Regions from separate parts of the Oryctolagus cuniculus genome. Here region 1 is linked to region 2. A link is a contact called in public Micro-C data. All regions are on one chromosome and are shown on one strand. The core of a region is the stretch at or near the end of the contact, and the rest is flanking DNA. Distances in the headings are between cores, read along the strand shown. Region 1 holds the start of WHAMM (WASP homolog associated with actin, golgi membranes and microtubules). Region 2 holds the start of RPS17 (ribosomal protein S17).

Evidence for each region. A called contact is a pair of places that touch in the nucleus more often than the background predicts.
Region 1: a Micro-C map of ear pinna shows a contact between it and region 2, with 2.4 times the contacts expected there. The contact joins the promoter of WHAMM here to the promoter of RPS17 in region 2. A contact is called at or near these places in 2 of 6 Hi-C or Micro-C datasets (ear pinna and an unstated tissue).

What each region holds. Positions count from the first base shown.
Region 1 is chr12:101,684,822-101,688,616 of mOryCun1.1, forward strand. It overlaps WHAMM (WASP homolog associated with actin, golgi membranes and microtubules), which reads left to right and starts at 2,407. Exons shown (of 10, transcript XM_051834239.2): 1 at 2,407-3,126. The coding sequence starts at 2,521.
Region 2 is chr12:101,429,103-101,432,676 of mOryCun1.1, forward strand. RPS17 (ribosomal protein S17) reads right to left here and starts at 1,693. Exons shown (of 5, transcript XM_002721477.4): 1 at 1,448-1,693; 2 at 1,043-1,194; 3 at 787-892; 4 at 436-501. The coding sequence starts at 1,450. It overlaps CPEB1 (cytoplasmic polyadenylation element binding protein 1), which reads right to left. Exons shown (of 12, transcript XM_070054565.1): 12 at 2,369-3,574.

The DNA.
Region 1 (3,795 bases), core at 1,157-3,656, 260 kb after region 2:
CAGCCTGGCACCGGTTTGCTCGTTTGTAGTTTAACCTTGGGGACACCGGCAAGGGCAAACCTGAGCCCAGGCTCTCCCCTCTGTCGTGAATCGACCCCCACAAGGCCTGGTTCTAGCCAGGAGCTCCTGATTCCAGCTCCTCTGCCCTCCCAGGTCGGGAGCCGGCCTGCATGCGGTTCTCAGTGTAGCCACACATTGCCAGCTGCTTCCCTCTGCCTCACACGCTAGCCCCCAGGGACTGGATTTCCTCCTGTCTCCTTTGCCAGGTGGTCGTCTTAAGCCTCAGTGTCTATGGGTCTTAAGTTTCTGTGCTGGGTCTTGGTTCCCTTCTCTTGAAAACGAAGGGTTCGAACACAGACCCCATTTAAACAGGCTGGCTGGGAGCCAGGGGTGGTGGGTGGTCAGGGGTGAGAAGGCAGAAATATCTCTGTGTGTTCTCATCTCCCCTCACCCACCCCAAATCCTGGCCCACAGCAGACACTCAATATAAGTTTGTTGAATTGACAAGAATAAATAGATGGTTTCTACCCATTATACAGACCCTTAATAAATCCTGCCTTTAATTTAATGTGTGATGCTCCCGCACACTGTGACATTCTTGGGGGACAGGAACTCCATATTTAAAAGGGACCTGAGGATGGTGTTACCGGACCAATAATCAGGCCCTTGCTTCTCCATGCTAGATAACCAGTCCTCCAAAGAGGAGAGGTGGTAAGAAAGGGTTTACTTCAAGAATCCAGCAGCAGGTGGCTGGTGAGTGCCCGCTGCTCCTCTTCCAATCCAGCTCCCAGCTAATGCACTTGGGAAAGCAGCGGAGGACGGCCTGGGTGTCTGGGCCCCTGCCACCCACGTGGGAGAACCAGATGGAGTTCCAGGCTCCTGGCTTTGGCCTGGTCTTGTCATGGCTGTTGTGGTCATTTGAAGAGTGAACCAACAGACAGATCTCTCCCTCTCTCTCACTGTCTCTCCCTCTCTCTAATTCTGCCTCATAAATAAATAAATAACTTTTTTAGAAAAAAAAAAAGAAGCTGGCAGTTTTGGGGAAAGAGGGATATGTGGATCTGGAGTAAGCTTTTCCTCCAAACAAACCTTCAAAAATGCTTTTCAAAGAGACAGGGTTAGCTGCAGGGGAGGTCAGGAAAATACCGTGAGTCCAGTCAATTGACAATTGGGCAGATTTTCAGGCCTCGTTCTTCTGACAGTCTGGGAAATTCAGGGTGTCAGCCAGGTGGAGGTGTCTTGACCATGGAGCACAGGGCTTCTCTGAGAGCCAGATGTGAGGTTTGCCATTCCAAGTCATCTGCTTTCCTTCTGAAATTCTTATTTGTTTGTTTTTTTTTTTAAAGATTTATTTATTTGAAAGGCAGAGTTACTCACAGAGAGAAGGAGAGGCAGGGAGAGACACAGAGAGAGGTCTTCTATCTGCTAGTTCACTCCCCAAATGGCCACAATGGCAGGAGCTGTGCCCATCAGAAGCCAGGAGCTTCTTCTGGGTCTCCCACGTGGGTGCAGGAGCCCAAACACTTGGGCCATCTTCTACTGCTTTCCCAGGCCATAGCAGAGAGCTGGATTGGAAGTGGAGCAGCCAGGGTTTGAACCGGTGCCCATATGGGATGCCAGCACTACAGGCAGCGAGCGGCTTTACCTGCTACGCCACAGCGCCAGGCCCTCATTCTGAAATTCTTATACAAACATTATTATTCGCTAAACTAGTCAGAGGTCATTCACAGTATCAGTAGTTGGCTTTCAAGATGCTGTCATTAGGATAAACATGTGAAAAGAGGGGGCTGGCAGTGTGCCCTAGTGGGTTAAGCCTCCGCCTGCAACACTGGCATCCCATATCGTCGCCAGTTCAAGTCCCGGCTGCTCCACTTCCAATCCAGCTCCCTGCTAGTGCACCTGGGAAAGCAGCGGAAGATGGTCCAGGTCCTTGGGCCCCTGCACCCACGTGGGAGGCCCAGAAGAGGGTCCTGGCTCCTGCCTTTGGGCTGCCTAGTCCCGGCCATTGTGGCCATCTGGGGAGTGAACCACATGATGGAAGATTCTCTCTCTCTCTCTGCAATTCTGCTTTTCAAATAAATAAATATTTTTTAAAAAAGTGAAAAGGAAGAGGTCTTTATTACTGTTCCGAAGAAGTCCAGTGTAGTGCAGGAGGCTAAAACAACAACGCGTCCATTTCACGAATTTTTTCCTACCCGCAACAGGTGCACGGGAACCGGAGGTGAGGCAAGAGCGGGACTTCCCAGGTCCCAGGCGGGTCGCGAGATTGACATTCCTGTGGGCAGGGTCCGAGGTGGACCTTCTGACTACTTCATTGGTCGTGGCGGACCCGCCCTTCTCTTACCCACCCAATCCCGGACGCGGGCTGGAAAGATCGCAAACACAGGCAGCCAATGAGAAGTGCCGAGGAAGCGACGCTGCGTTACTGACGCGAGTCAGGCTCCAGCGAACTATGCCGCGGGTCCGAAGGTCCCGTGGGCCGGGGCGAGCAGAGCCCGCGGGGCGCTAGCCGCGGCGGCCATGGAGGACGAGCAGCCCGACAGCCTGGAGGGCTGGGTGCCGCTCCGCGAGGACCTCTTCGCCGGGCCCGAGCGGCACCAGCTGCGCTTCCTCGTGGCCTGGAACGACGCGGAGGCCAAGTTCGCGGTGACTTGTCACGACCGCACGGCGCAGCGGCGGCGGCGGCAGCGGCCTGAGGCCCAGGCGGACCCCGAGCCGGACCCCGAGCCGGACCCCGAGCCGGCCGCGCCCCCGCCCAGCTGGGCCGGCCTGCTGTCGGCCGCCGCCCTCCGCGGCGCGCACCGGCAGCTGGCGGCGCTGTGGCCGCCGCTGGAGCGCTGCTTCCCGCGGCTGCCGCCGGAGCTGGACGCGGGCGGCGGGGCCTGGGGCCTGTGGGCGCTGGTGTGGCCGGCGCGCGCCGCGGGCCCCGGCGACGCGGCGCTGCAGGAGCTGTGCGGGCGGCTGGAGCGCTACCTGGGCGCGGCGGCCGACGGCTGCGGCGGCGCCACGGTGCGCGACGCGCTCTTCCCCGCGCAGGGCGGCGCGGCCGACTGCGAGGGCACGCGCGAGTTCCGGGAGCGGGCCCTGCGCGCGCGGTGGGCCGGCGCGGGCGCGCGGCTGCGCCAGGTAGGGCGCCCGGGGCTGAGCGCGGGGGGCTGCGGGGGGCTGCGGGGACAGGCGCAGGTGCACCGGGGCCGTCGCCTGAGGGGGCCGCTTAAGGCCCAGGACGCTGCGTCAGATCCAGGAGCTGGGCTGGGCCCCTCACCTTTGCCCTGATGATGGTGATAGGTTTAGAGAAACTAAGGGGAGGGGGCGAGACGGAAATCAGGTTCATTAATCTACAGCCCACTAAGAAGATCCAAAGTTGGGTGTGTTATTCTATACCCTAAATATGTCCTTTTTTTTTTTTTTTAGTTTGAAAGGCAGAGTGGTAGGAAGAGAGAACCGTCTCTTGGTTTACTCCTCAAATGGCTACAACAGCAGGAGCTGGGCCGGGCTGGGAAGCCAGCAGGCTCTCTCAGGGTCCCCCACATGGGTGGCAAGGGCCCAAGCCTGTGAGCCGCCTTCGGCTGCTTTTCCCAGTCAGTTAGCAGGGAGCTGGATTGGAAATGGGGCAGGTGGGCTGTGAACCGGTGCCCATATGGGTTGCCAGGGTCCCAGGCGGACGCTCAACCTGCTGGGCCACCACTCCGGCCCTGGGCCTTTTCTTGTTATTAATGGGGACGATTTCTCTAGAGGTATAAGAATAATTCAGCTACATTTCCAAATCTTAATTATCTCCTCTTCAGCTAAACA
Region 2 (3,574 bases), core at 443-2,942:
GACCCAGCGGGTGGAAGCTCCAACAGAGTCACCAAGAGCCTGCTGGACCTCAGAGCCCAGGCCCCGTCACCAAACTATGGCCCTGTGCACGGCCTACCGGCACACACTGGAACCCAGACCAAAGGAGAGGTGGGGAGGACAGACAGAGCCCCGGGGCGCAATGACGAGAGCAGACAGGAGAGGCCGGAACCGAACCTTCCCGAAGCCACAGCAGAGGCCAGTGGGTCTGGGAATTACCACTGTGCAGCCAACACGCTCAGCGCCACCTTCAACAACCAACGAGCAGCCGACCCCCGTTACAGAGCTGTGGGTGGGCGCCCAACCCAGCCATTCCCTGGGAGCTGTGTGACCTCGAGCCCGGCTAAGCGGTGAGCTATTAGCACTAGGAGGAGGCTGCGGATGGCATGCGGCTCGGCGAGGGCAGCCAAAGCTTACCAGGAGCTTCAGCATTTCCTTCGTGTCAGGATCCACTTCAATGATCTCCTGATCCAGCGCGGAGACCTAGAGAGAAAGGCAGGCCCCGTACCAGTGAGAGCCGGCACCTCCCCTGCACGTGTCCCGCTGCCTGGTCCGTGTGCACAGGGGGAGCGAGCCGTGGGCGGGCAGGATCGAGTCCCCCCACAGGGGAAGTCGCTTCGGGCACTGCAGCACGGCCAGGCAGACCCCGGGAGGCCGGCATCAGCACTTATCCAATCAGCAGCGCGGGGCCGACCACAGGTGGGCACGCGGCGGGTTCAGGAACCCGCGTCCCCACCTGCGGGCGAGCCCGGGGCCCAGGGCGCTCACCTCGGGCACGTAGTTGTCTCTCCGCTCCCGCTCCTCCTCCTGCAGCTTGATGGAGATGCCTCTCACCGGGCCCCTCTGGATCCGCTTCATCAGGTGCGTGACATAGCTGCGCCAGACCCTCCGTGAGCGCGCCCGCGGGCGGCTGCAGCCCCGGCCCCGCACACCCCCGGCCGCCGGCCGAGCAGGTGCCGCCGCCGGCCCCGGCCCCGCACACCCCCGGGCCGCGCCCTCCGGCTCCCCGCGGGCCCCGCCTCACCCCGCGATCTTGTTGCGCAGCTTCTTGCTGGGGATGATGGCGATCTCCTCGCACACGCGCTTGTTGGTGTGGAAGTCATTGCCCAGGCGGGTGTAGTACTTCTCGATGATGACCCGGGCCGCTTTCTTCACGGTTTTGGTGCGCACGCGGCCCTGCGGGCGGCAGAGCACGGGGGTCACCCGCGGGCAGCGCTAGCCGAGCGAAGCCCCGGCGGCCGTGGGCTCGCGGGCCGGGCCCGCCCGGGAGCAGCGGAGTTGGGACGGACACTGCGGTCGCCAGCGGCTCCAGGTGGACAGGGTCGCGCGCGCACCCGGCCCAGGGTCTCCCCTCCGGGGTCAGGGATCACGGGGAGCTGTGGATGGGGGACGATGGAGCTGGATAGCGCCCTAAGACCTATACACCTACCATGTTGGCGGGTCCTGAGTGAAAGAGGAAACAGGAAGCACAAGAGAGGCCTATAAAGCGCAGGCCAGAAAGCCGCTTCCGCCCAGCCCGGGACGCGCGGAGCCTGCTCGAGCGCACCACAGCGGCCCCTGGCGGCGCGGGGCGGAAGTGAGGGCGGCGCACTGCCCGGGTGGGCGGGGCGACGGCGGCCCCGCCCACGGTGGGTGGGGCTCGTCCGCTTCCGCGCCGCGCTCGCTGCGCCGGCGTTCAGGGCGGCCGCGGGTCGGGGGTCGGGTGCCCTGTAGACCAGGAGCAGGTGACTCCCACACTCTGGGCAGTGTGGAGACGACTTCCAGTCCCTGAGAGGCAGACGGACCCACGGCCACGGAGACGTGTGGAAGTAGGGGGTGGCGCCCCCTCCCCAGCCATCGCAGAGCCCCGTCCCGTCCGGAGCGGCGGGCTGTGCCAGGCGCCTCGAGTGGGTTTCCGGCCCCGCGGTGGGCGCCTGAGGGAAGGGCGGGCCCAGCTCAGCGCCACAGCTCCCGGCCTGTCCGCCTTGGGACGCCCCCAGCGCCGGCTGCCCGCTGTCCGGCTCCGCACCCTCACCGGACAGGGCGGAGACGGCGGGTGGGTGAAGGGCGGCGAGTCTCACCCGGACAGAAGGGACCCCGCCCCCGAGTGGCCGGGGCGTCCTGGGCGAGGAGACCCCCGCGCCCCTCAGCCGGGGGCCTCAGACCCACTGCGTCCCCCACAGGCACCCCAGGCCGGCGGAATCCGCGGACCCGGCTCCCTCTGCCGCTCACCGGAGTCAGGACGGGACGGACCCAGGTTGGGGGAGAAGCCCCCACCCCCCGGACAGCTCCCGAAGCCCACGTGGTCCCGCCGCCACCCCGGGCGCCCCGGGGCCCCCACCTCAGACAGACACAGACACGGACCCAGGACTCTGCTGCAACGTGTTTATTATGTGCCAAAAAAACTACACCACAGCGTACTCCACGCATCTGTAGGCGAGTGCAGTCTGGCCCGCATATACTACAGTGAGGTAGAGACTTCACACACAGCTTCACAAAACCCACAGAGTAGCTGGGATCTGCGACAATGCGACAGCAGCTCAGCAGGGGGGGTCATGACACTGGTTCTTTGGCACACGGCTTCCCTAAGAGGGGCAAGTATTTAAAAAAAAAAAAAAAAAGGAGAGAGTCAAGTTTTCAAATTCCAGTAGCGGTTCAGTCAACTGCAACTGTGGCTTCGTACATTCCTCAAACGAGCCGTCAGAAGGGCACTGCCCGCTCTGGGAGGGGCCCGGGAGCCTTCGTCCACCCCACCGAGAAGCAGCCCTTTTTTTTTTTTTTTTAAGCTCAGTTACAAAAGAAAAAAGTCCTGTGAGTCTGTGATTAAAAACTTCTATCAACCCTCCCCCGACAAGTGCAACTGAAGAAGGTGCGAGAAACCATTTGAAACTATGTACAGCAGCCGCTCAAATGCCCTTTATCGGGTCCAGTTTCAAATAAAACAAATTTTTTTTTCTTGGTTGCAAACGCTTTGATTTGCAACCGTGTGAAACAGTGACCAGTAGTCCCCAGACACAAATTTGCTATAATGTTAAAAGCTGCCAGGAAAGAAAAAAATCTCTTGTTCCAAATGACTTAAAAACTGTTTTAAGGAGTGTAAAAAGGAACCGGTAAAAACCCTCGAGCGTAAAATATGAAATATGATTTTGGTTTAAATGAAGAGCAAAGTCTCCTTGTTGTTTACAGTAAAAAACACCAGCTGAACACTCAGTTTATGCCGTTCAGGTGGGGGTTAAATAAATGGAAAGGCACTGTATGGCAACTGCAAGGATGAAACCAATGAGACCTGCGCGTCATCACCATCAGTATTGCAAGGAATGTAAAAAAGCGCTTTAATAAATAAACCTCTAGATGCAGGCGTCCGTGTCAACACCTTCTGGACACAGTCTTGTATTTTCTTCTTGCTTTTCATCAGCAAAATGAGAAACTGAAATCTGGGAAAACTACAGAGTTGCTTGGAGGGCGAGCCAGAGGGTCCTTGCTCTGGCTCACCCCGGAAACAAAACCCGACGAAACTCATTGTGCATTAATTAGTGCAGAAACAAAGACAGATTCAGCAAGTGCAACGGTGACTATG